5 separate regions of the Gossypium hirsutum genome follow, and all the other regions are linked to region 1. The links are chromatin contacts, called in public Hi-C maps. All regions are on one chromosome and are shown on one strand. Each heading gives the region's core, a stretch centred on a gene start, on an enhancer-like site or on the middle of the called end of the contact. The rest is flanking DNA. Distances are from core to core; before and after follow the strand shown. Region 1 holds the start of LOC107910296 (high mobility group B protein 3). Region 2 holds the start of LOC107910686 (dolichol-phosphate mannosyltransferase subunit 1). Region 3 holds the start of LOC107948222 (histone-lysine N-methyltransferase ATXR7). Region 4 holds the start of LOC107908088 (probable serine/threonine-protein kinase PIX13). Region 5 holds the start of LOC107910300 (dolichyl-diphosphooligosaccharide--protein glycosyltransferase subunit 1A).

The links. Hi-C and Micro-C count contacts between places; a contact is called where the count stands out from the background.
Region 2: a Hi-C map of leaf shows a contact between it and region 1, with 2.8 times the contacts expected there. The contact joins the promoter of LOC107910686 here to the promoter of LOC107910296 in region 1. A contact is called at or near these places in 9 of 34 Hi-C or Micro-C datasets (callus, hypocotyl, leaf and 1 more).
Region 3: a contact with region 1 is called in a Hi-C map of leaf, with 2.6 times the contacts expected there. The contact joins the promoter of LOC107948222 here to the promoter of LOC107910296 in region 1. A contact is called at or near these places in 4 of 34 Hi-C or Micro-C datasets (anther, callus and leaf).
Region 4: a contact with region 1 is called in a Hi-C map of leaf, with 2.2 times the contacts expected there. The contact joins the promoter of LOC107908088 here to the promoter of LOC107910296 in region 1. A contact is called at or near these places in 7 of 34 Hi-C or Micro-C datasets (anther, callus and leaf).
Region 5: a Hi-C map of leaf shows a contact between it and region 1, with 3 times the contacts expected there. The contact joins the promoter of LOC107910300 here to the promoter of LOC107910296 in region 1. A contact is called at or near these places in 6 of 34 Hi-C or Micro-C datasets (hypocotyl, leaf and petal).

What each region holds. Positions count from the first base shown.
Region 1 is chrD02:24,423,127-24,428,808 of Gossypium_hirsutum_v2.1, reverse strand. It overlaps LOC107910296 (high mobility group B protein 3), which reads left to right and starts at 2,718. Exons shown (of 8, transcript XM_016838103.2): 1 at 2,718-2,927; 2 at 3,014-3,063; 3 at 3,186-3,293; 4 at 3,524-3,581; 5 at 3,684-3,728; 6 at 3,818-3,898; 7 at 3,976-4,068; 8 at 4,163-4,348. The coding sequence starts at 3,023. The coding sequence ends at 4,177.
Region 2 is chrD02:23,977,204-23,982,885 of Gossypium_hirsutum_v2.1, reverse strand. It overlaps LOC107910686 (dolichol-phosphate mannosyltransferase subunit 1), which reads left to right and starts at 3,316. Exons shown (of 9, transcript XM_016838645.2): 1 at 3,316-3,745; 2 at 4,493-4,592; 3 at 4,694-4,727; 4 at 4,803-4,879; 5 at 4,974-4,999; 6 at 5,095-5,259; 7 at 5,351-5,465. The coding sequence starts at 3,573. It overlaps LOC107910685 (1,4-alpha-glucan-branching enzyme 1, chloroplastic/amyloplastic), which reads left to right. Exons shown (of 15, transcript XM_016838642.2): 9 at 179-286; 10 at 723-824; 11 at 1,252-1,319; 12 at 1,473-1,554; 13 at 1,832-1,948; 14 at 2,157-2,276; 15 at 2,365-2,763. The coding sequence ends at 2,565.
Region 3 is chrD02:24,803,237-24,808,918 of Gossypium_hirsutum_v2.1, reverse strand. LOC107948222 (histone-lysine N-methyltransferase ATXR7) reads left to right here and starts at 2,334. Exons shown (of 20, transcript XM_041088689.1): 1 at 2,334-2,753; 2 at 2,949-3,063; 3 at 3,142-3,601; 4 at 3,682-3,798; 5 at 3,984-4,280; 6 at 4,366-4,710; 7 at 4,790-5,164; 8 at 5,332-5,682. The coding sequence starts at 2,750.
Region 4 is chrD02:24,128,243-24,133,924 of Gossypium_hirsutum_v2.1, reverse strand. It overlaps LOC107908088 (probable serine/threonine-protein kinase PIX13), which reads left to right and starts at 3,188. Exons shown (of 6, transcript XM_041088683.1): 1 at 3,188-3,539; 2 at 3,626-3,993; 3 at 4,771-4,906; 4 at 5,007-5,146. The coding sequence starts at 3,485.
Region 5 is chrD02:24,681,357-24,687,038 of Gossypium_hirsutum_v2.1, reverse strand. It overlaps LOC107910300 (dolichyl-diphosphooligosaccharide--protein glycosyltransferase subunit 1A), which reads left to right and starts at 2,502. Exons shown (of 10, transcript XM_016838110.2): 1 at 2,502-2,746; 2 at 2,958-3,002; 3 at 3,112-3,746; 4 at 3,837-3,984; 5 at 4,063-4,239; 6 at 4,498-4,566; 7 at 4,695-4,784; 8 at 4,946-5,104; 9 at 5,195-5,419. The coding sequence starts at 2,651.

The DNA.
Region 1 (5,682 bases), core at 1,469-3,968:
CTTAATATTTTTGGGATAAATTTGTTGTCCCAATATGATCCTATTTTATCTCGTGGTAACTATTACATCCTCCTTCATGAAAATTCAATTACGAACAAGTAGTAATTAAATCATTCGTTTTAAGACAAATGACTTGTGGCGACGTTACTTTTCATCTATCATATAATGCCAATGAGAGAATATCATTTACCCTTTGTTAGGCTATGAATTCCACTATTATAAGTGAAGTTATGTCATGCAGAAGTCAAATACCCAACATACCAACTTTCGAATCTATTACCAATTAAACTTAGGCTATTAATACATCAAATCATACGAGTCACTCATACATAGTCCGTCACTTATTCAAGATTAAAGTAAATTACACTATGAACGTCACAAGTGAATAAATCCATAAATAGATTTAGGATTTACTCTACTTGGGTCCTGTCCAATGTACTGCTAATCCAGACATTCACATCTATATATTTATCTTTTGGGAGTCATCTACTTCGATACCAAATACAAGGTATGTTCCTATTTGGAATTGATAGATGACATATTAGTCTTTCAATTAACTTGCTGAATTTCCATTATACTATGTACGTGTTAGATTATCTATTAATACAAGTTGTCTTCTTGAATTATGATCCATCCACATAATGCAACTTAATATTAGTTAAACATTAGGCAATCAATGAGCCAATATTTTCTTTTATTTTGTTTCGCGTGCAAAAACCAATGAGGACAATAAACAAAAAAATATTAATAATAATGATGGAGTTTTATTAAACTAATTTGTTTGAAAATTTTCAAGTACATAGACATAATCACTACACTAAAGACGCTAGATCCCAACTCCAGTTGCATTTATAGATTTGATTAATCGTATCTTCCAACAATATGTTGATAAATTTTTGGTGGTGTTCATTGATGATATTTCAACGTATTCGAGGTCCGAGGATGATAATGATAGACATCTCCGAGTTGTTCTACAGATTCTCTAAGAAAAGAAGTTATCTGTGGAGTTGAGTAAATGTGATTTCTAGTTGTCGAAAGTGATTTTTCTTGGTCATTTTATTTTGACGGTTGGTGTTAAAGTTAACATTAAGAAGATAGAACTATCTTCGAGTGGAAGGAACCTAAGAATGTTACCAAGGTTAATAGTTTCTTAGGTTTTAGCTAGATTTTATTGTCACTTTGTTAAGGGTTTTTCCATGATTGCCACTCCGTTGAAGAAATTGTTGTAAAAAGGTAAGCCATTTGAGTGGAATGAGAAGCATCAGGAGAGTTTAGAGTAATTAAAGGCTATTTTAACTAAGGCTCTTGTTTTGAATCAACCAGAATTAAGGGAAATACTATTATTTACGATGATGCTTCATATACTGGTTTGGGATATATGATGATGTAAAAGGGGAAGGTAGTGACATATGCTTCAAGGCAATTGAAAAATCATGAGTGGAACTATTTGACTCATGGTTTAGAGTTGGTGATGGTGGTATTTGCATTAATGATATGATGACACCATCTATATGGTAAGAAGTGTTATATTTACATTAATTACAAGAGTCCCAAATATCTTTTAACTCAGAATAAGTTGAACTTGAGATAGTGAAGATGGATTGAACTATTAAAGGATTATGATTATATTATTGATTATTATCTGGGTAAGACAAACGGTGGTGTTGATGCTTTGAGTAAGAAGTTGTTGGTGGACTTGAGACCTATGTTTGCTCGGTTATAGTTGGTGGATGATGGTGGTCTTTTGGCTGAATTGCAAGTTAAGCAAATTAGAAGTTGTTAGCAAATTAGAGATAAACAATTGGTTGATGTGAAGTTGTTAGCAATGAGAAGGTAATTTGAGGAAAATAGAGCTAATGACTGTGATATCGATAATGATGGTCACTTGATGTTCTAAGAGAGGATTTATGTGGCTAGTGATGAGGAGTTGAAGCATGATATACTTCAAGAGGCTCACAACAGTTTCTATGCCATGCATCCTGGAGATAACAAGATGTGTTGTAATTTGAAAGGTTTGTATTGGTGGTTCGGTATGAAAAGGAAGGTTACCGAGCATGTTGCAAAATATTTGACTTGTCAACAAGTCACAGTTGAGCATTAGTTTCTATCAAGTTTACTTTAGTTGATTGCAATCCCAAATACGATGATTTTTTTGATTAGGCTGTCTTTGACTTTGAAGAAAAGATGAAAAATTTAACTAATATTAGTGTGAAATATTTTCACATCGCTATGACAATGCGACTACCATGAAATAGCGACTGGTATACCACTATAGTGCTGCTTTTCGAAACCCTTCTTTGCACTGCCCAACAAGTCAATTACAAGCATTGAAAGAAGAAGGAATTCAAAGATTCCTAGCTTACAACCCTAGTAACAGTAAACGTAGCCGTACGATTCAATTAAAAGATTAGTATAAGTTTTGTTTTTAATCTTGGATGAATAGAGTAATTTGAGTGGCGGTGTGGCGTAAAGTTGAGCTGAAAATGGACTTGGGGAAATTTTTTGAGCCATTTTAAGGTCCATGTATGAAGGCCCTGAAATAAATGGATTGGGCTAGAATCAGGGGAAGGGCCCATTAAATCACGAATCAGGTGAGAGAGAGAAGAAGCACAGAGGAAGCACAACAAAAGAAAGAGGTGAGAATCTGGAAAGCCAAAAAGATTAGGAGTGACACAGCCAATAACATAAAAGCACACAGATCGATGACGTGGCATGAAAATTCCAAATCCCGCCTAAACCCCCTCAATTCTCATTTCGCGTGCAATTGAATTTCAATTTGCCCAAAACTTAATATCTCCGCTTTCGAGTTTCGGCCTCTCAACTCAACCCTCCTCTATTCTCAACACATCTCTATTTCTATCGCACTTTTATTCCCCTATTCCTCTCTCCCTCTCTCATCCGTAACTCTAACCCTAGCCCTCTATCAGGTATTTCCCCGTCGATTTTTATCGAATTTCCACTTCTTTCTATCGATTTCATCTGCTTTTTCACTCATCTGCGATTTCATTTGCAGGATTCAAACATGAAAGGAGGTAAATCCAAGTCGGATGCCAAGAGCGCCAAGTAAGCTTTTCTCCTTTCGGCTCTTCAGATCGCGTGTTCTAGGACCTCAGATCGTGATGTGTATTAACGTTTCCTATTATTTGACTTTTATTTTTTTTTTTAATTTTTTGGTTCGTTTATAGGCTCTCCGTGAATAAGAAATCAACCACGAAAGCTGGAAAGAAATCGGGGAAGGCAGCTAAGGATCCAAACAAGCCAAAGAGGCCTGCTAGCGCCTTCTTCGTTTTCATGTAATCATTCATGAATCTCTCCTGTATTTGTCGGTTTTCTTTAAATTTTTTGGTTTGTTCCGTTTGCTTCGTGGAAAACTCTGGCGTTTATATTCTTCGTAAAAACCACAATCGAAGAGGTGAATTGAACGATTCTTGTTATGGTCAAAGCAAAGTTGATCTTCGAGTATGATTTTACTATTTACATTCATATTTCATCTACTTTTTTAATGTTGATTTCGTGATAAAAGGGAGGAGTTCCGCGAGCAATACAAGAAGGAGCACCCTAAAAACAAGTCCGTTGCTGCTGTAAGTATGACCATTTTTTTTTTTTTGGATTTTCTTACAGGTTTCTTTCCTTTTCCTTTTTTTATTTTGTTTACTTAATTTCTCTTTTGGATTCAAATTCAGGTTGGCAAAGCCGGTGGAGATAAATGGAAGAGCCTTTCTGAAGCTGTAAGTATTTTTCTACGTTCAGCACTGAAAATAATCTTCAACATAGATGCAAATATGCATCCTGATTAATGTAAAATATATGATTTTAGGAAAAGCGACCTTATGTTGATAAGGCCGAGAAACGAAAGGTCGAGTATGAAAAGAACATGAAAGCCTACAATAAGAGACAGGTAATTTGCTGTTATCTTTTGTTTATACATATAATTTGATGAGTTAAAAGTTAATAAACTTTTTGGATTAATTCCAGGCTGAGGGTCCCCAAGAAGATGAGGAGGAATCTGAGAAGTCTGTATCTGAGGTGAATGATGAAGAAGAAGATGATGATGAAGGCAGTGGAGACGTGAGTTGCAATTAGTATCAGTTTTGTGTCACTGATCTTCTGGCTTAGTTTGGACCCTATTGATTCGGGTTTCTCTTTTTTTTTGTAAATGCAGGAAGATGATGAGTAGGAAAAATCCAGGGAGGATAGCATAATCAAACTAGGCTGTGATAGTGTTTGATCATCTTATGTTAATGCTTTTTAAATGCAAATTTCATTTAAGCAAAAATGTAACTCTGGATGCTGTTGGTTTCTTTTGACGTTTCGAAATTAATAGTTGTAGATGGGTAATTTGTTGCTACATGTACTTTGCATTTGAAGTTGAATGGCGTAAGATAGGTAAATCCTTTTCTAGAGAATTTGGTCCCTCTTTGTATGGCTTTGTTGCCTGCCCATATTCTATTGCTTTTTTGCTGCTGTTCTATTGGTTCATTTATTCTCGTGGCAGCTTTTTAACACAATTCATTTGAAATAATTCCTGGGTTCTTATTCGGGGGCAGTAGGGGTAGATGTTAACAGATTGAACTTAAGATTTGATACCAACCATTTTATGGGACAATTCCTCGGTTTTGCGTTGAATTCTTGGTTCAATGGTCATTTTGTTTGTGTTTCTTCTAATTGTTGCCTGATATGCTGTTTTCACTTGGAGTTTTGGTTCTGTATTGCCCAGTTTTCTTATTTTCTAAATTAACCTTAATTGTTTCTGTATTGAAATTTAAATTTTAATTGGTTTATAATTTACATATATAGTCTAATATTGATTTGTATTGTTAATAATTGTTTAATATTGAATAATATGTAAAAATGAAGATGGATTTATCGTACGCTTTTCTTCATTATAGTATTTTATGATAATAATCTCATTTTACTACATTCTAATTTTACTCCTAAATTTTAATCTCATTTTATGGTAATCGATTCTGTTTAATATATATTTATCGTTCAATCTCCAATTTTTTTTATATTTTCCTTTCGGTTAGGCTTTTGTTAGATTACCTAGTAGAAAAAAAAACCATAATTTAGCAATTGAACGTCCGTAATTCTTCGGGTGTAGTTGATTTTATTAATTTTGTGAACTGTAAAGCTTTTATTTAGTCTCTGTTTCTTGCTTGTCAATACACACTTGTTTAATGATACGGACTATTAGTATTCGATTCGTATGTATTGCGTCAAAATAAACAAGTGGAGTAGCAGTGTTGAAGTTTTTATAATTACTTTTTGAGAATAGCAGTGTTTAAAATTTTTAAATCATAGCCATCTCGAATTTGGTATTTCTACCGTCGTTACCACCCCAATCTCCAATGGAAAAGAGAATTCAGCCCTTAGGGGAGGAAATGACAAGGCTAGTTAAAATTCCTTTTGGGTTTGGGTTTATCAAATAATCTCGAGAAAAAGTTGATGGGCTGGCTTAAGAGAGCAAAGCACACAAGGCCCATGACACATTTCATAGAAAGAAAGTGGATTTGCTGGTTTCTACTGATTGCACTGTTTGCATTCCATGAAGACGAAGTCGGAGACCTGCAGGCGCGCCCCTTTACAGGTTTTTTTCCCTTAATTACTCCTTCTGTTTGCGCTATTCTCCTATTTTCTTTTATTACTGAATCTGCTTTTGTCTTTACCTATTACTGTTTCCTG
Region 2 (5,682 bases), core at 2,067-4,566, 450 kb after region 1:
ATGATTTTATCAGTATGAACCAATGAATATCTGTGAAGGCCCTTTAAGTCAAAAGGACATGAAAATAATAAAGGGGTGATAGGCTATATCTGCCTAGGGGGCAATTTTCTGATGTAAGGGTTTGTTTTCTCTTTTAACAAATAAGGTTACTAGATATATCTTCTGCTTGTTTGTACAGTTTGGACATCCTGAATGGATTGACTTTCCAAGAGAAGGCAATGGGTGGAGTTATGAAAAGTGCAGAAGGCAGTGGACCCTGGTGGATACCGATCACTTAAGATACAAGGTCAATGGTCATTTTATTAAGAATTTGTTAAAATTTCTATTCTGTATTCCATCCTTGACCCATCCTTGACCCATCTCCTTATCCTTTTCCAGCTAAGATTTGAACATTTTAGCATTAGGGCATAAGCTAGTAAATATGTGCCAACAGACCGATTCAATTTCTTTCTACCTTTTCATTTCAATAACATAATGCTAAGATCCGCATCAAAATCCAAGTTGAAAGGTCAAGAATTTAGTTGAACATGGACCATTGTTTGCAATTTGGTGATCATTTTGGAAATGCTCACCTGCTTTTTTAACTTTGAAGGCATCTGTATAATCTATTTACAGACTGAAATTTCTTTTGTATTAATCATTATTGTATCTTTTTTATGTCTCTCCATTCAGGAGCTATGCAATATTTACATAAAATTTTCCCTTTGCATTTGGTTTTGCAGTTCATGAATGCATTTGATAGAGCTATGAATGCACTTGATGATAAATTTTCATTCCTCTCATCGACAAAACAGATAGTGAGCTGCACTGATGAAGAAAACAAGGTAAATCTACAATGGTAGTTGAGTGGTTAGTGTAAGACCATTGCAGCTGTCGATCTAATTCAGGATGCAAAATACATGCACATATGACAGTCAAAAGTTGTTAACCGTTTTAGGATTGAATTTTTATTTTTAGAATTAATAAATTGTTTATTTATCAATCTTTTATGGCTATCCAAAAACTAAAAGATTGCAATAGCAAGTAAACAAGATTATTGTTTCCTTTTGAGTTTCAAGTACGTATGGTAATAAAATGGAAGGTTTCTTGCTATGTCATCATGCTAGTCTAATTTTTCTTTCTTCATTTTACCTCCAATGGGATAGAGATAATGGCACCATACCCTTGTTTAGTTCTCTGCCGTATAACATTCCATTGCCATGTTTTAACCCCTTCAGTTTTGGCGGATGCATTAATGGTTTCTTGATTTAGGTTATCGTCTTTGAGAGGGGAGATCTCGTTTTCGTGTTCAACTTTCATCCAGAAAATACGTATGATGGGTATGTATGCTTCAAGTTATGAAAATTTGTATTTATTTGTGTTTGTACAAGGAGCCATTTACGGCTAGAAACTGATCTACTTATCTATATATGCTAGAAATAAATTACTTGTACCCTAAAACTCTTCAACTAACTATTGTGTGAAACATGCAGGTACAAAGTGGGGTGTGACTTGCCAGGGAAGTATAGAGTTGCCCTGGATAGTGATGCTTGGGAATTTGGTGGGCATGGAAGAGTAAGGAACTCCTGCTATTGTTGTTATTCTTTCCTTTTGCTATTGCTGAAAGAGTTGTGTTTTTATCTTGGCTTGATTTCTGGCAATTGGGAATTCACAGTACTAATTTCATGAATTTTCGTGGGACTTTAAAACAAAATGTTGATTATTGCCTTGGGTCTGGGACTGGCCTGTCTACCTGGCAACTAATGAAGCAATAGCATCTAAAGCCTCTCTTTGTTAGTCATCTATGAATTGTTTTCTCTCCTGGTAATGCTAAAATTAATCAATCTTGTAGGTGGGTCATGATGTGGACCATTTTACATCCCCAGAAGGGATTCCAGGTGTACCTGAAACTAATTTCAACAACCGCCCTAATTCTTTCAAAGTACTCTCACCAGCTCGCACATGTGTGGTATGATTATCACTTCCTGGGCTTCCTGATTATATTATATCATATCATCCATCACAGACCATGCTTAGCATTGATAGTTGTGTATATTTATTGTTGTGCACTTAGGCTTATTATAGATTTCCAACCTTATATGGTATCATGGACATCGAATCTCCGCCTGTATCTACGGTCAACATGGACTGACAGATTTCTTACAAATTTTCCACAGGTTTATTATAAAGTGGATGAAAGTGTAGAAGAAACTAATGGTATCAATGTAATTAGTGTCAGTGAGACATTAGAAATGGATGCATCAAAGCAGAAGAATGCTGAGGAATCGGCTATCTTGGTAGGTGATATAATCTGTGGCTGTTTATATGGGCCCTGAGCCTAGGAATGAAAACTTGAACTGACAGATTGTTTAAGATTCTCCCCAGGTTGATCATGGAGATAAAGAAAATCCACAAGAAACTAATGACCGTGACACCGCCAGTTTCGATGAGGAATTGCAAAAAGATGGAGCAAAGCAGGAAAGTATTGAAGAACCAGCAGCTTCTGTGCTAGACAAAAAGATTGTGGGAAGTAAGTTAGATGAGCCGGAAGTGGAAGAGATGGAGGACAGAACCCCGGACGACTAAGCTTTTCGGCTCCTGCGCCAACCCTATGCGTAATAAGTGCTGGTTTTTGTTTTGTGAATAATAATAATAATAATAATAATAATAATAATAATAATGTGAGGAATGAGTAAGCAGGGGATTTAGTTTTGTTTGCAGTTTGTAAATTGTATGTAGACAACAACAGTATAGTCTGCTTAATTACTAGTTATTGCATCGAAATTCCCATGTCTGATCATGAGATTTCAACTTCAACGCTATGAGCTGAAATACTTCAATAAAACAAAGGTTAAAATATTAAATAAAATAAATAAATAAAACCCTGCACTTTACTAGTTTATTTATATAAATATGTATACTTTGTATACACTTAACTAAATCCTTAACCAACTTGTAAGTGGCAGACGTATTATAAGTTTAAGGAATTCATTTGTCTTTTTTTCCTCTACTTAAAAAATAGGTAAATTAATTTTTGTATATTAAATTAAAGAATAAATTAATTTTTTTATTAAAATTTTTGTACATTTATAACGCTAACAATTGGTGTAGTGATGGAATAATCAAAAGATCCGGTTTATTTTTTGATTTAATGTACAGAATCAATTTGTCCATATTTTAAGTGAAAGAATAAATGTAATCAGACTTTTAATATAAAAAATTCCCTAATACTTTTAGCCTTGTAAATCTTTTTCACTTTTTAGTTATATCTAAAATAAATCCTTAATCTTTAATTCATACCTACATAAACTTTCATTTGAAATAAAAAGTTGCCGTTATTTGGACCAGATAGGATTCTGCAAACTTTGAGTAAAATTCGAGGGATTTTTAGTATTTTAACCAATAAAAAATTCTCATTTAGCATTTTATTCTTTTGCAGCATTGTAGCTCAATTATGGGAGTCCGGCTATGAGATTAACCGAGTTGGTACCTTCTCGGTTGAAGCGGCCTGCTTTGTTCCTAGGCCTTAGCCCAATTTCAAGGTAGTCTAGCAAGCAAAAGTCAGCATCCCGATTCATCGTTGAAAAATTCAAATGAGAAATGAGTCAGCGAAACAAAAGAACACAGAAAATAAAGATTTAGGCCAAGGTATTTACACAGAAGAAGAAAAAATGGAGCAGAAGAACAAGTACAGCATAATAGTACCTACTTACAACGAGCGCCTCAACATTGCTCTCATCGTCTATCTCATCTTCAAACATCTCCGGTATTTCTCCCAACTTCAATTCTCTCTCCTTTAAAATTTTTTTTTTCTTTGATCGCTGAACTCTTAATTTTAGTATTTTTAACGTGCTCTATCGAGATCTGATTACATATCTCAAATTCGTGCTCTTTCTTCTGCCCCTCTTGTATTCATCGAGTTTATAAGTGGCGTCCCGTTCAGTATTTTCATTTTATGCAAATGATTTGAATTGGATAATGAGTATACATAAATATGACAATACTGTCATATTTAGTTTCTGTTTTCTGGAATAAATAAATTATCCGGCAATATATTGAAGCGCCTGTTGTTTTTATATAACTCTACACTTTCCCCCCGGATTTGGTGCCTATACATATGAATTAATTATACACTTAAACAGCCTTGTGAAATTAAACCGTAGGAGTTTAATCAATGATCCTATTTTTTGTCCTTTTAGTAGTATTCTTCTAGTCTTTGTAAATTCAAGTGGCTATATGTTAAAACTTCTCAAATTTTGATGTTCTTGGGGCCAAAGTTTTCACTACAAATCAGTACATTATTTGAATTAGTTTCCACCTTTCCCACTATGCCATTGCTTTGTGTCTGTCATGGGGCATAAAGGATTTATTTTCATATAAAATTAATGACAATGTAACTGGCCTAACACTCGCGAGATAAGTGTACCTACCTTAAAAACCTTTCCTCTTATACTGTGGTAGTTTGCAATATCTGTCATATTTATGTAACTACTTGTGATATTGCCTGGAGTAGGGATGTAGATTTTGAAATAATTGTTGTGGATGATGGGAGCCCTGATGGTACTCAGGAAGTTGTGAAACAACTGCAGAAACTTTATGGTGAAGATCGTATTGTAAGTTCCATTCTCATCTACCTTCAAAATTGGATCTATATGTAATCCGTCTTGCTGATCAATTCCTGTGCACCTCTGCTTCTGTTTCCTTACTGTTACAGCTATTGAGACCTAGACCTAAGAAGCTTGGATTGGGTAAGTAAGACCTATTCCCTTTCAGGAGTAATAGGTGGAGCTAACCTTTGGGTTGTTATCGGTTTCAACTTTCAGGAACAGCTTACATTCACGGTTTGAAGCATGCTTCTGGAAATTTTGTTGTAATCATGGATGCTGATCTGTCACATCATGTAAGTATGATTGTGTTTCTTTATACCTCTTCTACCGGTTAAATCCATTCACTTGTTTTCTATAATGTAAGATATCTTCAATCTTGTTTTGCAGCCAAAATATTTGCCATGCTTCATCAAGTGAGAAATCTTTTGGTTAACAACCCTTTTAAGGTTCATAATTGCGTCTAGTTTACTCAAACCTTTGTACTATTTTGGCCCGTGACATCTTATAGGAAGCAGTCTGAAACTGGTGCCAGCATAGTTACCGGAACACGATATGTCAAAGGTGGTGGCGTGCATGGATGGAATCTGATGCGCAAGCTAACAAGTAGGGGAGCCAATGTTCTTGCACAAACTCTTTTGTGGCCTGGTGTATCAGACTTAACTGGCTCTTTCAGGTATGTAAGAACTGATTTCAAGAAGTGACCATTTCAGACTGTCATAGGCTCGTAGCTTTATTGCTGACAATTCTTTTTCCTTCTATTGAAGGCTTTATAAGAAATCAGTGCTTGAAGATGTCATTAGCTCCTGTGTTAGCAAGGGATATGTATTTCAAATGGAGATGATTGTTAGGGCTTCAAGAAAAGGTTATCACATTGAAGAGGTATAACTAATTTCTTAGTTGTATTCTTATGAAGACAGATAGTCCAACTTCAAATGAACTGTTTTTATCATTGACTAGTTCACTTGGTTGTCAGCTTCGACAACTAACTTGGATGCTGATCACTTGTAGTCAGATTATTCTTTCAACTATATCTCTGCAAAGACGACTTTCATATTTTTCTTTGTCAATTGGATTTCATTATAGGGAGCATCATAAA
Region 3 (5,682 bases), core at 1,085-3,584, 380 kb before region 1:
AAAGAGCACCCTGTTATAAGCCCTCTTGAGCTTCCCGTTACATGGTTCCAGTTCATGTGAGCATTCCGATCAGTATTGGTCCTGCATGTGTTGCGGACATACTGCAACTCTTTATGAGTGTCCCGATATATGGCTCTTAATGAGCTTCCTGATATGGCTCGCCTGAACTTCCTAATATATGGCTATCCGAAGCTTCCTAATAATAGCTCTTCGGGGTTGCCTGTTAAGCTCACATTAGCTTTCTGTTTTAAACTCTTATGAGTTTCCTGTTATAGACCGGATAAGCTTCTTGTTACATGGCTCACATGAGCTTCCTGTTATATGGCTCACATGAGCTTCCTGTTATATGGCTCGAGAGAGTGCTTCTTGATTTTGTTCTCTAATGAGTACCCCTGAATATGAATTGACGGATTACAGTTTTTTAAACTTTAAGTGTACTACATGCGTGTCCATCGATATTTCAAATAAATTTAACGGGTAAAGTTCCGATATGGGCTAAACTAAACTTGAGACGATTTGTTATGAAATGTACATGTTATATAGAAATATGATAAGAAAAGTATATGGATATGAAAGTTATTATATGATGAGCTCATCCATATTTCTTGACAATTGTGTGAATTACAATGACTAACATGTTTGATAAAGTTGGGTGTTTAGGCTATCAGCCAAATTTCTTGGATGCATTTTGTATGTTTACTTTAGTGAAAATGAATGGTAAGTTAAATTTCCAGTTATACGAACTTACTAAGTATTAAATGCTTACTCGGTTTTTCTTTTCTTTGTTTTATAGTACTCGGAAGCTCATGGAGGTTAGAACTTGGTCGGAGACACATCACACTATCCCTTGGACTTCTTGGTATATAAAGTAAGCTAACTTTTGGTATAATGGCATGTATAAGCTAAGTTAGGCATAATGATGAAATATTTTGGTTGTAACTAGCCATTGGAATGGCTAGTGTAAGACATATTTTGATGAAATTATATAAAGCTTTATCAAGTTTGATGTGTGATAAAATGGTGAGATGATGGGGAGCATACAAACCTATTGATGAATGGTTTTGAATTAGCATAATTGATAAAGTATGCTTATAAGCATAAATGTGTTTTTGGTAAGTTTAAACACTTGCACATAATATGTCATGTATAAAACTTGGTATTGACATTAATTTGAGGGTTATGAATTGGCTTGTGAATTGTTTAGATGATGCTGTAGGTGAAAGGCAAATTGGGTGAGAAAAGTGGCCTGAAAATGACCTATTTTTTGTCCACACGGGCAGAGACATGGACGAGTGTCTCAGTCGTGTGTGACACATGACCATGCGCACGGACGTGTGGTTTAGCCGTGTGTCCCCTGCATTTAATTTTTGAAAATTAATTGTCCACACGGCCTAGCACACGGGTGTGTGGTTGGCTGTGTCACCCAAATTAAAGAGTTACACGGGTATCGACATGGGCTGGGACATGGTCGTGTGTCTCACATCGAATGCACACACGGCCTAGGACATGGGCGTGTCACTTGGCCGTGTGAGCCACACGGCCTGGCCACACGGGCGTGTGTCCCCTGCACCTAAGAAAAATTTTAAAATTTCACGAAAAATTTTATGAGTTCCCGGTTTAGTCCCAACTTGATTTTAACGCACATTTTGGGCCTCGAGGGCCCATTCAAGGGACGATATGATTGAAAATGTTTGGTTTTGGGTATGAATAGTAAGTAACATTAATTTACTGTAATTATTCCATAAACTCCGGTAATGCTCTGTAACCCTGTTTCGGCGACGGATATGAGTTAGAGTGTTACACAAGAGCTCTACTCTAATGATAACAAAAACTTATCAGCCTTACTCGAAAAGGGCTATAATTGAGTAGAACTAGGGCTAGCTCTACCTTTATGAGGGCTACAGCCTGATGGGTAACACTTGGCAACTATTCCCACTTTGGCAATATTAAAGGATTCTCCCTTCATACATTGATGGACTTCAATGGTTCCCTACCATTCATTAAATTTCCCTATAACTCCTCACATACTCCTTTTAACTATAAATAAACCAGAACGTTGAAGGGAAATTCACAACTTCACAAATATTTCGCTTGATCAGTACTTCCATATTTATTTTAAATTTTATTTTTGAGATTTGTAACTATTTCTTTTAATAATTTCAACTCCATAATTGCGTGGATTATTGACTTTTGATGTAATCGTATTGCTTCAAAGTTCATATATCCATTCATCGGCCAAAAGCGAGCCCAATAAATGAGAGGGAGAGGCCTGAAATAAACCCAAGAATAAAAGACGAAGAAAAATGGCTTGAAATTAAAATAGGGAAATAGCAGCCGGCATCTCACACGATTGCGAATGCCACTGCCATATATGAAGAACAATAAATACAAAAAAGCTCAAGGAGCGGAGCGAGTCAGAAGTGAGACTCACTTATGAGAGAGAGAGAGAGAGAGAGAGAGAGAGAGAGAGAGGGAGGTAGAGGGAGGTAGAGGGAGGGAGGGAGAGAGGTGAACTTAATTTTGCTTTCGTCTACTTTGTAATTTTGTAAACCCCAGAAAAGAAAGAAAAAAGAAACTACAATAGGAAGAGGCCAAATTAGTCGTGAATACAAGAGCCGGTGGTTTCCCCTAATTGGGAAAATTTCTTTCTATCGAAATCCGTACTACTCTATTGGATTTGGAACCAACTACCGGCAGAGTTTTGCAGATTACCGTGAGGATTGGATTGCATTGCATTGGATTGGATTGGATGGGTATGCAATAGAGTTTCAACTGTGTATGTATGTGTACGGATAATAGATTACTATGATATATGCCTTTTTCTTTCATCTTGGAAATTTGGGCGCTACTATTCGCAGATGCAACATAATTAGATCAGTTTTCTTTTTTTATTAGGTAATAATACATTTATGAGAATTGAGGTTAGTTAGATTTGAATTTTGATTCAGGTCTGCCCATGGTTTCCTCAACATCCCCTATTGACGAATATGATCACCCTAATTTTTCCAGAAAGCGCCTTAAAGTTTCGGATCTCTCTGCTGATTTTGCATCTTCAAATCGCGGGTATAATTATTAATATACGGTTTTTTGGTTGATGACGCTCTTATTTACATTTTTTTAATCGTATTCATGATTTGACAGTGACGAACAATCTGCAACGGAGATGAGTTGCCAGTCTAATGGAAATAGCAGTGGTATTTCTCAATCTTGTAACGGCGGTGGATCTTCATGCGACAAGAGTTACTCTAGCTATGCGCCATCATCTTCTTCGTATGTGAGTGGATGGATGTATGTCAATGAACACGGCCAGATGTGTGGTCCTTATATCCAGCAGCAGTTATACGAAGGCTTGTCTACTGGTTTCCTGCCGGATGAGCTCCCTGTTTATCCTGTAGTCAATGGGGCTTTGATCAATCCTGTTCCCCTAAAGTACTTTAGGCAGTTCCCTGATCATGTTGCTACTGGGTTTATATATCTCACTTCACCCACAGCTTCCAATTATTTAAAATCTTCATTTACAAATGTCCAACACACTCCTTCCCCTTCGCCTTCTCAATTCAACTGCAATGTAAGTTCCGAAGCATTTAGCTTTGTATTGCAGGTATTATTGTCCCCCCCCCCTCTGGTTTCCCCTTTTTCTCCTAAGGTGCCTTTGGATGATTTTCACCTTTTTTGTTCCAGTCAGGTGAAGATGAATGTTGGTTGTTTGAAGATGATGAGAGTAGGAAACATGGGCCCCATTCTCTTTTACAATTGTATTCCTGGCATCGCTGTGGGTATCTTGCAGATTCCATTATGGTAAGCCGTAAGCCTTGAAATTCTCAAGTCATGATTCATCACTGCAGGAACTGTTCATTTGTATCAACTGTAGGGTCCTATGAACTCTTTCGAAACTTGTGTAGGTATTGTGGCTGGCATGATGTATCTAAGCTTTACTGAGTCTTGCTTCTTATATCCTTTTCTTTTAATTTATTGTCTTGCAGATTTATCATGCTGATGACAGGTTTCGCCCCACCCAATTGCTGTCTGTTTTAAATGCTTGGAAAGGTGGTCAGTGTGTTGCTGAAAATGAACAGGAGTTATCAGTGAACTTCATATCGGCAATTTCTGAAGAAGTTTCTTCTGATCTGCATTCTCGAATTATGAAAGCAGCTCGTAGGGTTATGCTAGATGAAATAATCAGCACTATGATCTCAGAGTTTGTTGCTGCAAAAAAATCTCAGAGACCTCTAATGGTTGAATCATACAACCAGGATGCTAAAAGTTCTGATGGGAAACTGGTAATGTATGCAATCACTCAAAAAAAAAAGAAAGAAAAAACTTATGTTTATTTTTCTTAAAATCTGAAGCTCCTTTGCCATACAGATTAAAAATACCATGGAAAGAAGTATACATTGTACTTCCAAGTTTGGCACAGCGACCTCCGATGGTGTATCTAATTTTTCCATCCAAGAATCTACACATTTTGATGCAAGTCTAAAATCTGTTGGAAGCCTTGAAAACTTTTGGGGTTCTTATACAGTTGTTTGTAAGATGCTTTTTGAGTATTGCATGCAAGTTACGTGGAATGCTGTCTTTTATGATAGTATGGTTGAATATTTGTCTTCGTGGAGAAAAGGAAAACTTTGGTATGGTCAGCCTAATGTTCTGGCATCTGCTAGTGGCTCCATTGGTCATGGCAAGGAGACTGAAAATATAAAAGCTACAACTGTAAGTAAAGTCTATGTTAAACTCTATGTGTGTAAACAGTATGTAATGACCTTGAATCTAATGTTTTATGGTTTTATAGCTCTTCTCTAGGATGGAATTGATGGCTTATGATATTGAGAGTCCACCTGGTTATGAACTAGCAACAGTTTCTGTAGGTAACCAGGCAGAAGAGACATATATATCTCAATCTGCGGTGCAGGAAATTTTATCCAAACAGAACAGTCCATTGCACCATAGTGGCCTTTATGGTGGAATACAATGTATTCTGGAAGGTGTTGAAAATGAGCTCCATTCTTCTGTGATGGTGTTTATGGCCGATTATCTTGACGGTCTTGTTAAAAGTGAAGCCAAAATAGTGATTGATCTGGAAAATGATCAAAAATTGAATGAAACTCCTGATGAAGAGGCAGCAGAGAAATCAGTCTGTTTGTCAGTAGATGATGAATTGAAAGAGGTACTAAAAGTATATCCTGTTAGTTCTTCATTTTATTTCAATATACTTTAAACGCTGTTCTAGCGAGACTAGGTTAGCTCTTTCCCATTATAGCTCAATATGTGCTTATGCATAGCACATGAGGATCATATCTTTCTTAAATTTAAACAATTATTTTTCTTTTACAGCTGCAAGACACAGTTGGATCTTCCAATCAGTGCCATCTTGCTTCGGAGGTTGATAATTCAGATGATTCTGAAGAGAAAAAAAATGTTTCGAACAGAATGTCAGATTTATCTTGCAATCTACAAAACTCAGTACAATCAAAGAAACCTGTTTGTCAATCCATATCTGAAAATAATTATGCTTCAAGGCAGGAAACTTTTATGGCTGAGGCATTTAAGAGATTGTTTGGAAAGGTTGGGGATGTAATTAATGAACGAGAAGTTAACGAGCCACCACCTCCGGGTCTTGAGGTTAAATCTGGGACTCTTGTTCCATCACACAATTGTAAATTTCGTCCCTTAACGTCAGTTGGG
Region 4 (5,682 bases), core at 1,939-4,438, 300 kb after region 1:
TGTTTGTGATATGACGTGTATCTAGATTGAGTTGGTTTTTGCATTAGGTGTTAATATTTAAGTTTAGGTAATATAAAGTTATGTATGATGAGTTATGCTAAGATTGAACATTAGAGAATGGCATATGTGACTGAATCGGTGATTGATTGTGATGAATTTGTTTCCTAAGTGAGCCAGGTTGGTGTCATTTTGGCCATTTTCAAAACAGCAAGTCATGTCGCGACGACATTCTCCCAACGTTGCAATGAGATGAAGCAAAGAATTGTGTTGCAACGACGTACATTCAAGGTCATGACGAGACCAGGTCAGTATGTGGCGTCGTAACGAGGAACCATTAATGTCGCGACGTCAACCCGATATTTTGAATTCTTTACATTTTGGTCCTAATTCGACCTCAGGTTTGGAATAGAGCTTTCATAAGCTCGTATAAAACCCAAAAATGGATATATATTATATCATATGCATGCATTGCTTGCAATTAACTATTTAATGATATAAAACAAATGTAATTTAATCATAGTTGCTCCGGCAATGGATGTGACACCTTGTATTCGGACCCGACGATCGGGTTGAGTATCGGGGTGTTACAGGGCCAATTCAAGTGGGTCAAATGAGTCTCATATAATTAGTTATCCGCGACCCCTAACACTAATACAAAGTTGTGATTCTACAGTGGTTGCATACATTGGTACAAGTCTGGCCACATATTCAGCAACTATTTTTTTTTGGTCGTAATTAGAGTATCCACCAATAATTAAGTAGCTTAACAAATATAATTTTTAATTTAAAAATAATAAAATATATAAATTTTCACAAAATTATATATTTTTATAATTTATTTTGAATTTTTCTACTAATTAAATGAGTGATTGATTAACTCTGATATTACCGTCAACAAGAGATTTTACATCGACATTGCTGCTTGATTTTTCTTTGTCAATGGCAACAAAAATTAGTTGAAGTAGATGATTGAGCCATTGCCATAAAAAGTGGTGTGTGGAAACTGAACCATGGAATTATCAAAAGTCATCACCAATCGATACTTTTGAAGGCACTTACACGTCGTCTCACATGGTGCTCAAAAAGTTAATTTTTTGCGTAGTGTATGTATGAACTGTGTGAGGTTTTTCACACGATGAGTGAAATTTAGAAGGCTAGACTTAGATCTCGGCTCCCCATTGATTCTCATTTTTATAATTCAACCAACACAGACGAGAGAAAGACAAGGTGGTGTTGTGGTCTTGATTTATAATTAATTAATTGTGGATAACATCTATCTATAATATATATAGAACTATGAGTTTGAAAAAAAAATTAATTTAGTAAAATTATTTTATTTTTCATCATATTATTAGATTGATATTTTAAAATAATTATAATATTTAATTTAAAAATATTAATTAAATTGTGATATTTATATATTAAAAAATTAATTATAATTTAATAGAAATTCTAGTAACTATTCATTTAAAAATAATTATAATTTAATTTTCAATTATTACTTAAAATAATTTACTTAAAGTAACTATAATTGAAGTAAAAGTTCAGGTAAATTTTTTTATAATTACAGTCATTTTAAAAAGTGTTTTTAATTTGATATTAGTTTTTTTATTATTTACAAATTAATAGAGTCGGTTTATTGAATATTAAGAAATTGAATAGTAAAAAGTGCAGAGTATCTTGAAAATAGTACAATGTTTTAATTATGATTTAATTTTTTAATATTATTAAAAAAATTATTGATATATTAATTTTTAATATGGTATTTGAAAAAAAATTATTATATGTGAATTGTTAAATAAATTAGCATATTTAAATTATATTTAATTATTAGAATAACAAATTAAAAATTAATTAAAATAAGATATTATTTAAAAATTAATTAAAAAATTAAACGAGTAAAATCATATGCAATGAATGTGCCGTTAGAAACTAATTATATAAAAAAAGAGACTCTTTTTAAATTCCTTTTTATTTTTCTAAAATATTTTCATATTTGAAAATTAAATTAAATTTATATTAAATTGAAAATGGAACCAGTTTGAAAAAAAATTATACTAAAAATTATTTCAAAAACTCGAACTAAAAACTTTATTTAAATAATATACATATTCTCATCGCTTGATTTAGGGTGGGTTTGGATAGGCGATTGGGTATGGTGCGGTGCGTTTAGCCTACTTTTTGTCGCACGCTACAGTATTGCTACAGTATTTAATCTCACCGCCACTGCTGTTTTTACACTAACCGCAGGTAAACGCACCGCCCATCCAAACTAACCCTTATTCTATTTATCTTTCGCCTAATACATTGTCATTCAAAATAAAGTAAAAGATCGGAGGTTTAATGCAGGTCATGTCAATGTAATGAAATGAAAATGAAATTCATCTGAGTTGAATGAGCCAACGATAGGGCCCACCTAGAAGCATAGCATAGGGCCCACTTAGAAGCATAGTATAGGGCCCATCAAGAAGCTCAAGCCATCGGGAGGAAATTGCCGTTGACTTCCTCCTTCATTTTTTTTATATTAATTAATTTTCTATTGCTAGCTGTCATGATGTTTTTGTTTTCAAATTTGGTTAAAAATTAAAATTATTTATTTTCCCTTCAATTTATAAAAAAAATCTTTTAATTTTTTATTTAATTTTTTTCTTTTAAAATTGTGTTGTTTATCAAATTATCTCAAAGTAAATGAAAAAAATTAACGTCGGTTAACTTTCTTAATATGACATTCATGTAGGGTGACACTCTACATGTATTTTATAATAATAATTAATTGATTCTTTTTTAAAATTAAAAATATTAAAAAATATTTTTTTAGAATTTTCATACTTTTTAAATAATTTAATAATTTTTATAATATTTTTAGATTTTTTAAAAAATTAATTAATTATTGAGATGACATCTATGTGTATGCCAATTAAGCAAAGTTAATAGACATTAACTTTTCTATCTATTTTAAAATAATTTGATAAGTAATATTAATTTAAAAATTAAATAAAATGTTAAAATAAATTATTATGGCTTAGAAATTTTGTTTTGGTTTTTGAGCTGGAATTCTGATTTGTAAATTTGTAAGGATAAAACGAAAATCTGAAATTTATATTAATTAAAGACTAATTTTTTATCACTCCAATTGTGATGAAGTCTTGTTGATAAATTCTTTATTAAATGGTAAGCAAATTGAAGAAAAGAGTGTAAAATGGGAGGTTGAAATGAGAAATAAGTGACAGAAACAAGAGGAGGATTTGATTAGTATATAAAACCAAGGAAAAAGTCCAAACAAACACCAAGTCTCCATTATCCCGTTCTCCTCCACATCCCATCTACTTGGTTGCTTCGCCCCTCGTTCTTCTCTTCTTCCTCGAACCTCAAGAAAGCTTTTCTTTTTTCTTTTAAAGTCAATAATCCTTTTGACTTGCTATATCTATTCAATCCCAAAGAAAAGATATCGAAATTGCAAAAAGAAAACAAGTTATCAGACCATATGGGGAACTGCTTTGGTACTCAAGTTGATCATCATAGCCAGCCACCCACCCCAGGTACGTACAAACAAACTTGCCTTGGATTTTCCGACAGCAGCAACCACCCCAACCAAACCAATTCATATGATTGAACACACATGCAGAAGATACGAAGAAGCTAAAGGACAGCAGCAACCAACATGGAGTGGTGCCACCTACAGGAAACAAAGAAAGCGGTGGCGGTGAAGGGAACGAAACAAGCAGTGGAAGAAGCAAGGAGGGCGAAGGAGGAGGAGTTCCGGCCAGTGGAAAGATTGTGAGCACCACCTTGAAAATATTCACTTTGGCAGAACTTAAGGCAGCCACCAGAAATTTCAGACCTGATACGGTGCTGGGTGAGGGAGGTTTCGGTAGAGTGTTTAAAGGTTGGGTTGATGATAAAACCTATGCTCCTTCTAAAGTCGGAGTTGGCATCGCTGTTGCCGTCAAGAAATCTAATCCCGATAGCTCTCAAGGCTTGCAAGAATGGCAGGTATTTTACTTTTTTATTTTATTTTATTTCTTATTTCCCATTCATTCTTACAAACATTTATCAACCATGTTAATTTCATTTTAGGACTCTTATTAAATTCATTTTTATCTTTACTTTTAGTACTTTTAAAAAAAATAAATTTATTTTATTCTTAAGTTCGTGTATAATCAGAATAGTCATTATATGATTGAATGAAGAGGCGTATTTGATAATGTAAACACCAGCCAGCAGAATTATTTTGTTTTCCGAAATATACGGCGCGTGTTATTTTATGTATACTTTTCTATGCTTTTTATAATTTGGCCTCATTTTCCATGAGATAGTTGGAATTTTATTACTGTATGTTCATGCAGGTTTAACACAATTGATTTATATTTTATGTATTCCCAGGTTCTCATTGTCTACTTATTTATCAATGTTAGGTTTAGTTGGAGTATTTTTTTTTCTTTTACACGGCAATAAATCAATTCAACTACTAATATTTAGTCCACTCTTATAACTTATTTTTAGTTTTGAAACTTTTTTGAAACTTTTTTATTATTTAATTTTAAGTTTAAATTTGTAGAAACTTTTTTTTATTTTACATCTAATTATTATAATATAGATAAAATTTTTCCTCATATTATTACATTAGTGATAAATGAGTAGTAAAACTACATCAAATTATGCACTGAAATTTGCATTTTTATGTAAAGAAATGATTTTCAAGAATGGTTGCATATGATATGAATGCTTTGAGATTAAGTTGATTTAGGGAATAATATTGTGTGAGAACAGGCGGAAGTTAAATTCTTGGGCAAGTTCTGCCATCCAAATCTGGTAAAGCTGTTGGGATACTGTTGGGAGGAAAATCAGTTCCTCCTTGTCTACGAATACATGCAAAAGGGAAGCCTGGAAAACCATCTCTTTAGATGTAAGTAATTAAGGAAAAACACACATTGATCTATCATATTCATTAAACATGCTATTTTTCGAGAAGATTAAAGCTTATTTTATATGTAAACTCAATGCAGTAGGCGGAGCAGAGCCTCTTACATGGGAAACGCGGCTTAAAATAGCCATTGGGGCCGCCCAAGGCTTGGCTTTTTTGCATACATCAGAGAAGAGTGTAATCTACAGGGACTTTAAAGCCTCCAATATTTTGCTAGATGGGGTAAATTTAAAGCCACTCTCTCTTTCTCTCTCTTTCTTTTACATAATCACTTAATTTTTTAACTTTATAAAAAAATTCATTTAATTTTTGTTTTTTATACTTTAAATTTATATTATTTATTAAATCATTTCAAAATAAATGAAAAAATAATGTTTATTAAACTTTACTGATGTAACATATACATGGATTATCATGTAGATGTCATATTAAAAATTAATTAATTTTTTAAAATTTTAAAAGAATTATAAAAATATATTTTTAAATATCTTTAATATTTAAAATTTTATTAATTGTTAAAGTAATATACACTAATACGTCACCACACCAATAAAATTAATAATTATTAACTTTTCAATCCATTTTAAAATAAGTTAGACAAATAATAAAAATTTAAGAAAAATTTAAGAGCTATGAAAAATTAGATAAAACTTAAAATAATTGTATTTTTTATAAAATTAGGGAAAAAAATATTATTACATTGTTTTGGGGGGCGGGTGGGGTTTGCTTTAGCTTTCTCATATTACGATAGTGCTAAT
Region 5 (5,682 bases), core at 1,253-3,752, 260 kb before region 1:
AATACTTAATTTTAGGTTATTATCTTCTCAATCAATTAATCAGGTTAAACAATTAAATCATACTAGATATATATAAAGCACAAATTTATTCTAATATTTACACAAACATTCAATTAACAAAGTTAAAGAAAGAAATATAAATAATAGAATAAGAAAATAGATAGAGAATGCTTATTGAGTAATCGATGTAATGGCACATTTTTGAAACATTCTATGCTCATGATAGTCTCACTTTTGAATTATATCTTTCAATTAAGCAGACATATAAATAATTAAGTAAAAATGAAAAGTTGAATAAAAATCTGAAGAATAGTGTTTGGCTCCCCCAAAATCCCTCTAATTCAAGTTACAATGTCCCTTTATATAGGCTAACATTGAAAAACTAAAGTGCCTAAAATAACTTTGTAATAATTAGTGTTTGATTGGGAAAAGAGCACCTAGCCTTTGAAACCATGGCTGAGATAATTCAAGAAAACGTCACGTTGTCACGACGTCAAGTGCTCCCACATTGCAATGTCAACTATGTTGTAGCCCTTCCTCATGTTTGTCTTTAGTGTCATGAATCCCGTAGCCCGATGTCGTGATACTGGCTCCAACTTCGTTCTCGATGCTATTTTTAATTTATTTTTTATGTCATAATTTCCATACTTCATTGTCATGACATTGGCAGCAGTTCCAGCCCGAAGTTACATCTTTAGCTCCCAAATCAACTTGCATGACCACGTAACCTTATTAAATATCAAAATGTTAAAAAAAACTATAGAAAAACATAAATTACTACTTTGAATTTAAAAACACAAATAAACACTTAAATAAGAACCATGATCGTTGTTGATCAATCTGCCAAGTGAGTGTTTTTTTATTTCAAAATGTCATGCCAACAAATTTAATAGAAGAATTTTAATAATATTAACAATTGGACCTAAAAATTTGAAATCTAACAAATGGACTAAATTCCTAAAAATAAAAGTAAATAAACTAATTTTTAAATATAAGAAGAATATAGGGACTTAAAAGCATATTTTTAAAGAAAAAGAAATTTTTGGATTAACCCAATCTAGGCATGCAAGCCTACCTTCATGGTTCAAACTCAGCTCATTAAATGTCCAATTTTCAATCCCGCTATACAAAGTTGGGTAAACTACACTAGTAATCATTAACTATTAGTAATTTTTTTACCATTCAACTATGAAAAATTATAAAATGATCACTCAACTATTTGATTTTTCCTTTTTTAGTCACTAGTTGTTAGATGGCTAATGGAAATATGACATGACATCTTTTAAAATTGGCATGGTAACAAGTTCAACCCTAAATGTTTCTATATTCTATCAATTTAATCTTAATTCTTTAAAAAATAGGTCTTAATGTTTACACATTACCTAAATTTATCCTGTTTTACATGAAAATATAATTCAATACATGATGAGAAAATTAAAATATATTTTTTAAATTCTTATTAAATTAGATAATTCTCAAATACATTGATTTCGTTATACTTTAAATGGTTGAGAACTTGATATCTCTCGATGACAATTAATTCACTTTTTTTGTTTGTTTGAGTTGGTTGCCATTGATGAAGCAAATCGAAGGTTTTTTTTTCTTTAAGTTGTTAGACTTCAAATTAGGTTGAATTAATGAAATGGGTACTTTTTATTTTCAATGAATTGAATTGGCTAGTTTACAAATTTTAGGTAACTTTGTTTCTTGTTGTTGTTCTTCATTTTTCCATTGAGTTAAATGTAGGGGCAATGCCACAAAGGGATGAAGTGAGAACACTCTAAATGCTCATATTTACTAGTGAAATTCATCGCTTGATGTCAGTTTTGGCTATCGATAATGCAAGTTTACTCATGGTTATGTAAACCTTTCAATTTATCCACTCACTAGACTCAATTAAGTTTATTGCAACTTCAACTTTTGGAAGTTGATGATTCAAAAGCACTTTTATTTTCTTTTATATAGTGGGTTAATTGAACGAGTAGCAAGACTCTCTATGTTCGTTGGAGACATTAAAGCTAATGATGACAATAACAAGAGCAACTCAGTTGAATTGACTTCAAATGAATCAAGTACGGATTTTATGAAATTTGTGAAGAGGGAACTGACTATGATTGAGTCATCTCAACTACTAGTATTCAATCTAACGATAGAGAATTAGAGTATCAAAATTAAAGAATGAGAAAAAGTAAAAATGATGATATTAGGTTTTTTTGTATTTCTATTTTTAGTATACTTTTGATCAAATTTAGTTAATATTTTTTTAGTTTTTCAAGTGAGAAAGTCACAAAAATGCAAAAATATTAAATTACATAATATGTAAATATTGATGATTATATTTTTTAAAATAAATTCTAAATTAACATAACGTATAAATGTCTAAAAATTAAAATTATTACTATGTCAGTTTTAAAAGCAGATACGTTATTTTTCCATTAATCTTTAATTGATGGGTGATAAAAAATATATAATGACTATTTTATTATTTCTCATTTGAAAAAAAAGGAAACTAGTAATTGAGGGAATAGCAATGTAATTTAGCCTACAAGGTAACAATAGATTACCAAAAGAGCCCTCCGTTCACTACAGGAACCAGAAACAAAAGGAGTCAACTAGGGGTCAAGTGCAGTAGAGATTCAGTTTCCCGACAATGGAGAGTTTCGGGTTTTGTTTCCTTATGCTTACAATCGCAATTTTGGCATCACCCGCACTTTCCGATCTGGTCCTTTCCAAAGTCGATCGACGCGTAAGTTTTTATCCTTCTCTATTCAAATTTCCCAGCTTTCTAGGGTTTAATATTATTGATAGTATTCCTTGCGAGTTCATTTCTCTGATTGGTTCACGGCTGCTTCTGAAGATTTTATCCATCTGAAACATCATCTCTTGGGTTGATCTGAACTGCTACAATAGTTGTATCTGTAAAGTTTTTATGTTAAAAGCGTCCCTATGTGTTGCAGATATATTTGACATCACATATTGTTCGGATTTCTTCAACTATGAAGGTGCTTCAGTAACACTCACTTTTCTTTTCATTCTCAAATTGCTAATGCTTTCAACTCTATTATCTCTTTTCGGCTTTATTCTTTAATGTGCTGTTATATTGTCCTTTAGGTGGAGAATGCAGGTTCCGAAAAGGAGTCCAAGGTTTTGCTGGCTTTTCCTGAGCAACAAGCCAAAAATATGGCATATTTGATTGCTACTCCACATGAAGGGAAAGGGAAAGGAAAAAACCCTGTTGTTGTTCTCCCTGTTGAGGCTGCCAACCCAAAAGACATGCCTGCTGCTTTGACATTCTATTCAGTATCTTTGCCTAAGGGATTAGCTGAGGGTGATAGCTTCACTTTTGATGTCTTGGCCGTATTTACCCATGCCTTGCGACCTATTCCTGAGCAAATCACTCAGGCTGATATTCAGCTTGTACTATACCAGGATAGTGCACACTATCTATCTCCTTATGCTGTGAAGGTTCAGTCTCTAAGTGTTAAATTGCCTGATTCTAGAATTGAATCCTATACAAAACTGGAGAACACAAAGATTCATGGTTCAGAAATCAAATATGGTCCTTATGAGAATATTCCTTCATTCTCGTACTCACCCATAGCAGTTCATTTTGAAAGCAATTTACCCTTTGCTGTTGCTCATGAATTGGTGAGAGAGATAGAAATTTCCCATTGGGGTAATGTGCAAGTCACTGAGCATTACAAGCTCATACATGGTGGTGCCCAGAGCAAGGGTGAATTTTCCAGGTTACTTCATATCTTTACCTTTTTATGGATTATGGTGAGCACCGTGCCGGGTTGGAAGTTTGTTTCTGAATTATTACTTTGACACTACAGGCTTGATTTCCAGGCCAGACCCAACGTTCGTGGTGCATCGGCCTTTAGGTATCTTGTTGCAAACTTGCCACCAAGGGCACATTCTGTTTATTACAGGGATGAAATTGGCAATATATCAACATCTCATCTGAGGGGTGACTCCAAAAAGGTTATATTGCTGAGTAGGATTTAAGAGCATCTATCATTTGGTAGTTTATTCTTATTGAAGTACCATTTGTCTTTGTAGACGGAACTATTGATTGAACCTAGGTACCCGATGTTTGGTGGCTGGAGAACTGCGTTTACCATTGGATATGGCTTGCCGCTTCTGGACTTTTTGTTTGAGTCAGACGGGAAGCGCTTTCTTAATATCACTTTTAGTAGCCCAATGGTTGAGTTGGTTATTGATGCACTCATTGTGAAGGTTTGTATCACTTCCTTCCCGAGCTTGCCTAAAACTTGTATAAGTACATATTTCAACTCTTACTAAATAGACATAGTTACACTACTTATTTGTCATGATTAAAACATGTCACCAAGTAATAAAATGGGCACTAATGCTGCTGTCTTATTATGAGCTTAGGATTAAGATATGTACTTGTGTGGTATAATTGCAGTCTGGTGAATGATAAGAGTGTTGTTTTCTTAGCATCCTCTTATTGATCTGGTACTTCGGTTGCAGGTTGTTTTGCCTGAGGGTTCTACTGACATATCTGTAGCAGCTCCATTTCCTGTGGAGCAGTGGCAAGAGGTATTAGCAGGCTTATTATTTCTCTTCTATTGGAACTTATGTTGTATAACATAGGGTCATATTTGTGTTGAACTTTGAGTCTGAAGGCTTTGGTTTTTTATATCTAATGTGTTTATGGTTGTATGCAGACCAAGATCTCCCACTTGGATATTGATGGTAGACCAGTAGTTGTGCTAAAAAAAACTAATGTTGTGCCTGAGCACAATCAATTTTTTCAGGTATTCTTCTTTCTCAATTTTCAGTCTGAATATGCACACTGCTTCTAGCATACTAGTGTAATGCCACCGTTCTGCTACCTCCAAACACAGAATATTGGACATCAGGTTTTCATAATCCTATATTTACAGGGTTAATGGTTTGCTGTTTGTTTACCTTTCAGGTCTATTACCATTTCAGTCAACTATCGATGCTCAGGGAGCCACTGATGTTAATTTCAGGGTTTTTCTTCTTTTTTGTTGCTTGCATTGTTTATATGCATGCAGACATATCAATCTCCAAGTCTTCTGCTTCTTATTTGGCTAAACAGCAGTGGGAAGAGGTTAGTAGGATGTTACTATGCAATCTACTTTGCTCACCCAAATCACCATGTACAAGTGAATTGTTTTGTGAATTTTCTCTGTAATTTCAGGTTCAGGCAGTGATTCAGCAGGTTCAGAATATCATAAGTAGATGCTTGACAACACATGATAACCTGGAAGCATCACTACGTGATCTTTCTAGGACTGGGAACATTCAAGCTTGTAAAGCTGCTCGAAAAGCAGCTGATGGTTTGTTAAAAGAGCTGTCCAAAGAATTGAAACCCTTGCTGACCTTCTTGCAATCTTCTCCATCAGCTGCTCAAGTATTACCCAAGGTTCACCTGTCTTTTACTGTTTGGTGGTGTTGCTCAACTTTTCTGGATCAATTAGATATGGATTTGTTGCCTTTCATGTTTGTCAATTGTTTATTTGTTGCAACATCTTGTTTTGGTAAATTTTAAACCTTAGCATGCAACAGTATTCTTGTTGTAACATGACTATGCATGACAGAAATATTCTGTTTGCTCTGGATGCCAATAGCATTTATGATTTTATTTTGCTCTATATGGAATATTCGTATAAGTGATAATTTTTTTAT